Regions from separate parts of the Zea mays genome. Here region 2 is linked to region 1. The links are chromatin contacts, called in public Hi-C maps. All regions are on one chromosome and are shown on one strand. Each heading gives the region's core, a stretch centred on a gene start, on an enhancer-like site or on the middle of the called end of the contact. The rest is flanking DNA. Distances are from core to core; before and after follow the strand shown. Region 1 holds the start of LOC100283584 (polyadenylate-binding protein 2). Region 2 holds the start of LOC100274133 (Glucan 13-beta-glucosidase).

The links. Hi-C and Micro-C count contacts between places; a contact is called where the count stands out from the background.
Region 2: a Hi-C map of ear shows a contact between it and region 1, with 2.9 times the contacts expected there. The contact joins the promoter of LOC100274133 here to the promoter of LOC100283584 in region 1. A contact is called at or near these places in 2 of 25 Hi-C or Micro-C datasets (ear and leaf).

Annotation. Positions count from the first base shown.
Region 1 is chr9:7,620,899-7,624,589 of Zm-B73-REFERENCE-NAM-5.0, forward strand. LOC100283584 (polyadenylate-binding protein 2) reads right to left here and starts at 1,777. Exons shown (of 6, transcript NM_001156485.2): 1 at 1,567-1,777; 2 at 1,383-1,482. The coding sequence starts at 1,656.
Region 2 is chr9:7,983,254-7,986,944 of Zm-B73-REFERENCE-NAM-5.0, forward strand. It overlaps LOC100274133 (Glucan 13-beta-glucosidase), which reads left to right and starts at 1,893. Exons shown (of 10, transcript NM_001360544.1): 1 at 1,893-2,184; 2 at 2,685-2,791; 3 at 2,881-3,000. The coding sequence starts at 2,115.

The DNA.
Region 1 (3,691 bases), core at 527-3,026:
GGGCGTGTTCTACAACCCCAGGGCTGACGCCATGGTGGTGCCGGCCAGGGAGGTCATAGTGGCTCTGGCCTCCCCTGGTCCCTACAGGTTCAAATACTACCTCAAGTCATACTACCAGGCACTGTTTTAAAGGTGTCGCCTAGGAGTCCAGAAGATCCAAGGCGTCCCCGTCGCCTAGGTAAGAATCAGCAAGAGGACAAAGGGCAGAGGGGAAGGAGAAGGGGGTACCGAATCAAGGCGGCGGCCAAATCGGGGGCAGCGACAGTCGGATCAGAGGAGGTGGCGGCAGCTCAATCAGCGGCAGCAGCGAATCGTGGGGGAGAAGGCCACCGGTGGCTGAATCATGGAGGAGAGAGGCAACCGAGGGCAACCGGGCGAAGGATTATATGGGCTGGCTAGTGGGCTGGGCCTCCTACTCCCTTCTTTTTTCCTTCTTTTTGTTTCGTTTTCTTCCTCCTCCATGTTCCTGTTTTGCTGGTCCAACGCATTGTCTCGCCTTACCACCTTAAGAACTATGCCACCAGGGCACCAAGATCAGTGACAAGGATGCCATATTCCTTGGTCGTCAAGAAGCTGCTCGGTTAAGCGAGCAGCTGCCAGCAGGCAGCTTAGTTCATGGATCTGCCTTCTTATTTCAAGTTTGCTTGTCGATCCATTGCCTGCAATATTGCATTCTTTTCTCTCTCTCTTTGATTTCAGGGGTTACTGTCATCTTAGAATAAACAACTAGTGCTTCTGATTAGATTATTAGAGAATACTTGAACCTAGAAACTGGTAGAGGCATAGGCAGTAAAATGTCTTGCCTGTTTCCTGTATCAACATAAGATGAGTTTACCCTTTCTGCTAGTAAAAGTTGTATGCCATTTCTATGTTTCATTGTAGCTAGGCATGTCTTCACCTCACAGACTCAAGAACATCTCTGCAAGTGATGCAACCTTTTTTAGAGTGTTTTATTCAGCACCCCCTATATACTTTTGCTAGATCCGCCACTGGCTGCGTCGAGGAAGATGTTGCCGCACCGCCGTTGCCATCCATCTCGGAGATGGATGGGTTGGCTTCCTCCCTCTTGCTGATAACCAGGGTGCCGGTAGGCGTCTTTGACTCTTTGCTCAAGGGCGGCACAAGAACCAGGTGGCCAGTGATTATCCACGTGTTATCTGTACCCATTCAATATTATCCACCAGGATGGATAATCTACGGGGAGAGGAACAGATAACCCATAATTTGCCCAACAGTCAGCTAACTCTCAAGTCTCAACTATCTAAGCAGCTGCAAGCCAACGCAAATGTTTTGCGCAACAACACTTCTTGAGAATTGAGATGCAGATCTCTAATCACTAATACGACGAAAGCTGCGAAGACGGGGGAGGAAGGGTTCCGAACCTTGCATATCCTTGGCGACCTTAGCCTGCATCTCGCGGAGCGCGGCGGCTTCCTCCTCCATCTCCTTGAGCCGGCGCTTCATCTCATCGAGCTCCTGAAGCTGCGCATGGGAGGGGTCAGTACCACCGCTAGGGTTTGGGCGACGAGGAAGCGGCGTCGGGTGTGAATGGGCGTCGAGCGGTACCTTGGTCGCGTCGTCGCCGGCGGACATGTCGACGTCCTCGCCGTCAACAGGGATCTCCTGTCCGTACACCTCGTGCTCCTCGTCCTCCATGGCCGCAGGACGAACCGCGTGCAACCTCGGCTCCAAGGCGAGACCAGATTCGGTACGGAATCCGGTTTCGGGAGGGGAGAGGGAAACTGACAGGATAGCCGATTATTAGGGAATGGACTGGGGCCTCGAGGGCTTTCTATGCACCTGTTTGTTTCGGCTTTTTACAGCTTCTGGCCATCAAAAGCTGTTGCGGACTGCCAAACACTCAGCTTTTCAGCCAGCTTTTATAAAATTCGTTTAGGTAAAAACCATTCAAAATCAACATAAACATATAATCGGTTGAGTCGTCGCAATAGTAGTAATCCGCCACTTTATAGATTCTAAGCCCCATGGACAATTTTATCTTCCTCCACACGTAATCGTAATGATACTTAGATTCTCCTCACAGCCAGATTCTCTCCACAGCTAGATTTTCAGAAAAGCTGGTCAGAAAAAAGCTGAACCAAACAGGCCATATAGCCGCGGAGGGAGCGTGTCAGGCCAGGGTGGGCTGGACGCTGTGATGTAGTTGGGTTTTCTTGGCCCATCACGTTCTTCCCACCGGTTTCAAATTTGTAAAACACGTCTAATTAAATTACCCTCGTTACCTATAACTTTATCCCAATTTACCAAATGAATTGCACCCAGTCATAACACAACCTTAAAATCAATAGTTCAGATTGCTGGATAATCTTTCTTTCATACTCACTCAAATTCAATAGTTAATATTATTTAGATTATTCTTTCTCTCCCATTCCTTATACGTGGTTCGTCCTGCGGCTATGGATTTCGGAACCTCGGAATCCACGCACAGATGTCTGGATTAGAAAAAAAAAAGGAAAAAGACGTCTTACTCGCGCCCGAGTTAAGCTTGGAGGGGATAATGGATCTCTACATTGATCTGTCCGAATTTATATTTATATACTTCTTGTTAATTTTAGTAAATGTGAAACTAGACGGGACATCATAAGTGTTTTTCCAACTGTTTTTAGTCGGGGTATTCTATTTTTCATATATAATATCCCAATTATATAATATACAAAATATAAATTACTGTGTCACATCACAACAATCGATCCATAATTGATTGTTTTTGGTATCATATGTCTCTTCTCTCTTCTCTATCTCTATCTCTATTATATTAAATCACCAATTTCAACTATTTCAAATTATCCTGCTGCAGGCCTGAAGCTATATAACCAGTAGAACATCATGTTCAAATGTTTTTATATTAAATATAAATTATACATATGTATATACAATTTTTTTGTAAAATAAAAAAAATAAAGTCGTGTCGGGCCAGCACTACGGACCGAGGCTACGGCCCAAGCACGGTACGATGCTCGTGCAGGGCTGGACCAGGAACTATTAAATGGGTCGTGCCTCGGGCCGGCCCGCCAGACACGACCCATTTGGCTATCTATATCTCCGCACAATAATAATGGTCATCGTCTCAGTTTTAGTGCTTAATGCCAAAGGTGAGAAATTATAGGTGAAAGGGAAATGTGCTCTTGGGCCATTTCTAAGTATTTTGGTGATTAAGTGCCAACACAAGTGGACTTATGCAAAGTGATGGACAAAGTGCAAATCAAGGGTAAAGGTATGTTTCTATGACTTAGTACATTATTTTAGAGACTAATGTATTGTGTCTAAGTGTTGTAAACAGGAGAAATTAAGTTGGAAAAGAGATGGCTTTGTTCAGCCAAAGACAGCTCAGTCTGGGTGCACCGGACTGTCCGGTGGTGCACCGGACAGTGTCCGGTGCGCCAGGCCAGCGACTGTCAACTGGCTGCTCTCGGGAAGTAATTAACGGCGTACGGCTATAAATCACCGGACTGTCCGGTGGTGCACCGGACTGTCCGGTGAGCCAACAGTCGGCCGGGCCAACGGTCGGCCGCGGAATCCGCGCGCGACGCGTGGCAGGAGCCAACGGTCAGAAGTGGCACCGGACTGTCCGGTGTGCACCGGACAGTGTCCGGTGCGCCAACGGCTCCCAAGTGCCAACGGTCGGCTTCGCCAAATAAGGAAGGAGATCCGCACCGGACAGTGTCCGGTG
Region 2 (3,691 bases), core at 643-3,142, 360 kb after region 1:
CCCGAGGCCCCCCTCCAGCGACGAACATACTTCCGGCTTGCCCGAGGCCCAATCTTCGCCAAGAAGCAACCCTGGCCAAGTCGCCACGCCAACCGACCAAATCGCAGGGGCATTTAATGCAAAGGTGGCCTGACACCTTTATCCTGACGCACGTCCTCCAGTCGACAGAGCCGAAGTGACTGCAGTCACTTCGCCGCTCCACTGACCGGCCTGACAGAAGGACAGCGCCGCCTGCGCTGCTCCGACTGCTGCGCCACTCAACAGAGTGAGGCTGACAGGCAGTCAGGCCCGGCCTCAGGCACCATAGGAAACTCCGCTTCGCCCGACCCAGGGCCCGGACTCGGGCTCAGCCCCGGAAGACGGCGAACTCCGCTCCGCCCGACCTAGGGCTCGGACTCGGGCTCAGCCCCGGAAGACGGCAAACTCCGCTCCGCCCGACCCAGGGCTCGGACTCGGGCTCAGCCCCGGAAGACGGCGAACTCCGCTCCGCCCGACCCAGGGCTCGGACTCGGGCTCAGCCCCTGAAGACGACGAACTCCGATCCGCCCGACCCCAGGGCTCGGACTCGGGCTCAGCCCCGGAAGACGACGAACTCCGCTTCGCCCGACCCCAGGGCTCGGACTCAGCCCTGGCCTCAGCCGACGGTCTCCGCCTCACCCGACCCAGGGGCTCAGACTCGACCTCGGCCACGGAAGACAGACTCGACCTTGGCCTCGGAGGAGCCTCCACATCGCCCAACCTAGGGCGCGGACCGACCACGTCAACGGGAGGCGCCATCATTACCCTACCCCAAGCTGACTCAGGCTACGGGGGACAAGACCGACGTCCCATCTGGCTCGCTCCGCCAGATAGGCAATGATGGCGCCCCGCACGCTCTGTGACGACGGCGGCTCTCAGCCCCCTTACGGAAGCAAGAGGACGTCAGCAAGGACTCGACGGCTCCGACAGCTGTCCTTCCGCCAGGCTCCAGCGCTCCTCCGACGGCCACGACACCACACGAACCGGGTGCCAAAACCTCTCCGGCTGCCACGATGGCATGTACTTAGGGCGCTAGCTCTCCTCCGCTAGACACGTTAGCACTCTGCTACACCCCCATTGTACACTTGGATCGTCTTCTTACGCCTATAAAAGGAAGGACCAGGGCCCTCTTACAAAGGGTTGGCCGCACAGGAGGACGGGGCGACGCGTAGAGTCCCTCGCTCTTTCCCACGCGGACGCTTGTAACCTCCTACTGCAAGCGCACCCGACCTGGGCGCGGGACGAACACGAAGGCCGCGGGATTTCCACCTCTCTCACGCCCGTCTCCGGCTGCCACTTTCCCCCCCTTCGCGCTCGGCCTCGCGCCGACCCATCTGGGCTGGGGCACGCGGCGACATTTCACTCGTCGGCCCAGGGACCCCCCGGTCTCGAAACGCCGACACATCCCTAAGCTCAAGTACTTGTACTAGATAGCACTGTTACTACATACTGGCACTTTATCAAACATACTGACACTAGTACTAGAACCAGATCAGAAGCATCAGCAGACAGGGAGGGATGGCAGTAGGATGAGCTGTCGAGGATGGACGGCGAGCTAGCGTACTGATAGGTTGAAAATCTAAAATCACTATTTTCGGATATCCATCGGGTACCCGCGGGTAAGAAATCAAATCCATACCCGACCCGTAATAAAATCAGGTCGGGTACGAATAGGATCTATGGGTCAAATTTTGTGTCCGAATCTGTACCCGACATGTCAGATATCCGATGGATATCCGAACCCGCGGGTAAAATTGTCATACCTAGAGACGGATCTTAAACTGCTGATGTAGTTACAGTCAAAGCCGTTGTCTCGGGGCGCATCTACTTCCACGGACGGTCTCTCCTGTCGGCTGCCACCGTCGCCGAGAACCTTTCTTTTTTGTGGATTCCTACCACTCCCCCGACGAGGCAAGCAGCAAGCGTTAATTCCATTCCTTAATTGCCAATGGCGACCGCCTTCGCCAGTACGGCCTTGCGGCGGGCGCCTTGGGATAAACTCCACGGCAAGGAAGGCATCCGAAGCCTCGGGGGCCTTAATAGCTTCTTCCTCCCGTGGCTGAGACTCTGGTCCCGCGGGCTGGTAGGGCATCGGCATGGGTGGTCTTGCTGTCTCCGCCTTCGTGCTGTTTTCTTGGGTGCTTTTCTTGTCCTGCATCTTCTCAGGTGAGATGCTTGTTTGTGCACTTTAGAGTCCTGATGAGTTTATGTCTTTCGGGGAGCAAGATTCTATGTTGAGCTAATTTCAGGCAAATAGTAAACTCCAATCACTAGATGTTGGTGCAAAATGCAAATAATCCATTATGATATACATACCAATGTATTAGAATTCTGCATGGACAAGGACAAAAAGATATTGATGATTGAAGAACTGCACTGTATTCACATACAGTTTTTTGGTATACTTTTAGCGATTCCACTTATGTATATTTTAAAATAAATTTGAACTGAAATATGCAATTTTCTGTATACATTGTTGATATTGTTTATCTAACTGAGTTAAATATACCTTTGTACTATTGAAGAAAGTAGTTAGTAAAATTTGCTGAAAATTTTACAGTTCAGTGATTCTTGTTAAAAATGGTAATCAAGCTGCAAGTCTTAGGTTGTATGGTGTTCTCAATAAAAGTTTTGCATAACACCATCTGTGGCTATTTTCTCTGCAGTGGATGGACTGTCTAAAGTGAGGGGTGTTAACTTGGGAGGATGGTTGGTCATTGAAGGGTGGATTAAGCCATCACTTTTTGACGGGATTCCAAATGGGGATATGCTCGTAGGTGGATTGATCTTAGTTATTCACTGTGTGTTCTTGGTAAACTGATGCCTGCATGGTTTTAATCCTCTATGGGGTTGTGTTTGCAGGATGGGACACAGGTGCAGATCCGCTCAGTGGTATTAAACAAGTATGTTAGTGCGGCCAATGGTGGTGGCTCAAATGTGACAGTGGACCGTGATGTGGCCTCAACGTGGGAGACATTCTGGGTGAGAGTACATGGAATGTATTAGTTTGATTTCAAAGAAATATTAGTCTGCTGCTTTCTGTTTTACAAGGGGCTAATTCTCTGCGTTATTACGGCAAATGATAGTATCTCAAACGTATTGGTCTGATTTCAAAGAAGTATGAAATGTATTGGCCTTACTGTTTGTTTTAGTTAAACTTTACATTAGGGTAAACCTACAAGAACTGCTTAAGTACAGGCTAAATTCTAGCTATACCTCTCTTGCTATGACCTTAAGTATGTTGTAATAGACTACCCCTTAATTGCACTCCAAGTTATGCCACTGGGTAAAATTTCTCAGCTTTTGCTATATTGTTTTTCTGACTTAGTTTGACCAGATATCATGAATTGTTATTCTTTAGTTCTTATTAATCATTATCATTAAATCAGTGGCCATGGCCACTGGTGTTTCACATTAGGATATATATCACATTACAAGAAACTAATGATAATTTAAACCGCTGAAAGTTTAATTGAACACTGAATTGCATAGGGGAAGGACTGCTGGTACATTTTGTGTTGTGTGGTCAAAATGTTTGTACACTCAACAGCCATGCGCTTCCGAAACAATTTTAACGCCAATTTACATGTAGGATTGTCATGAACAGATATGGGACATCTATAGTTTAACAGTTTTTTTTCCTTAAATAGTTAGAAATATGATCATTATCATT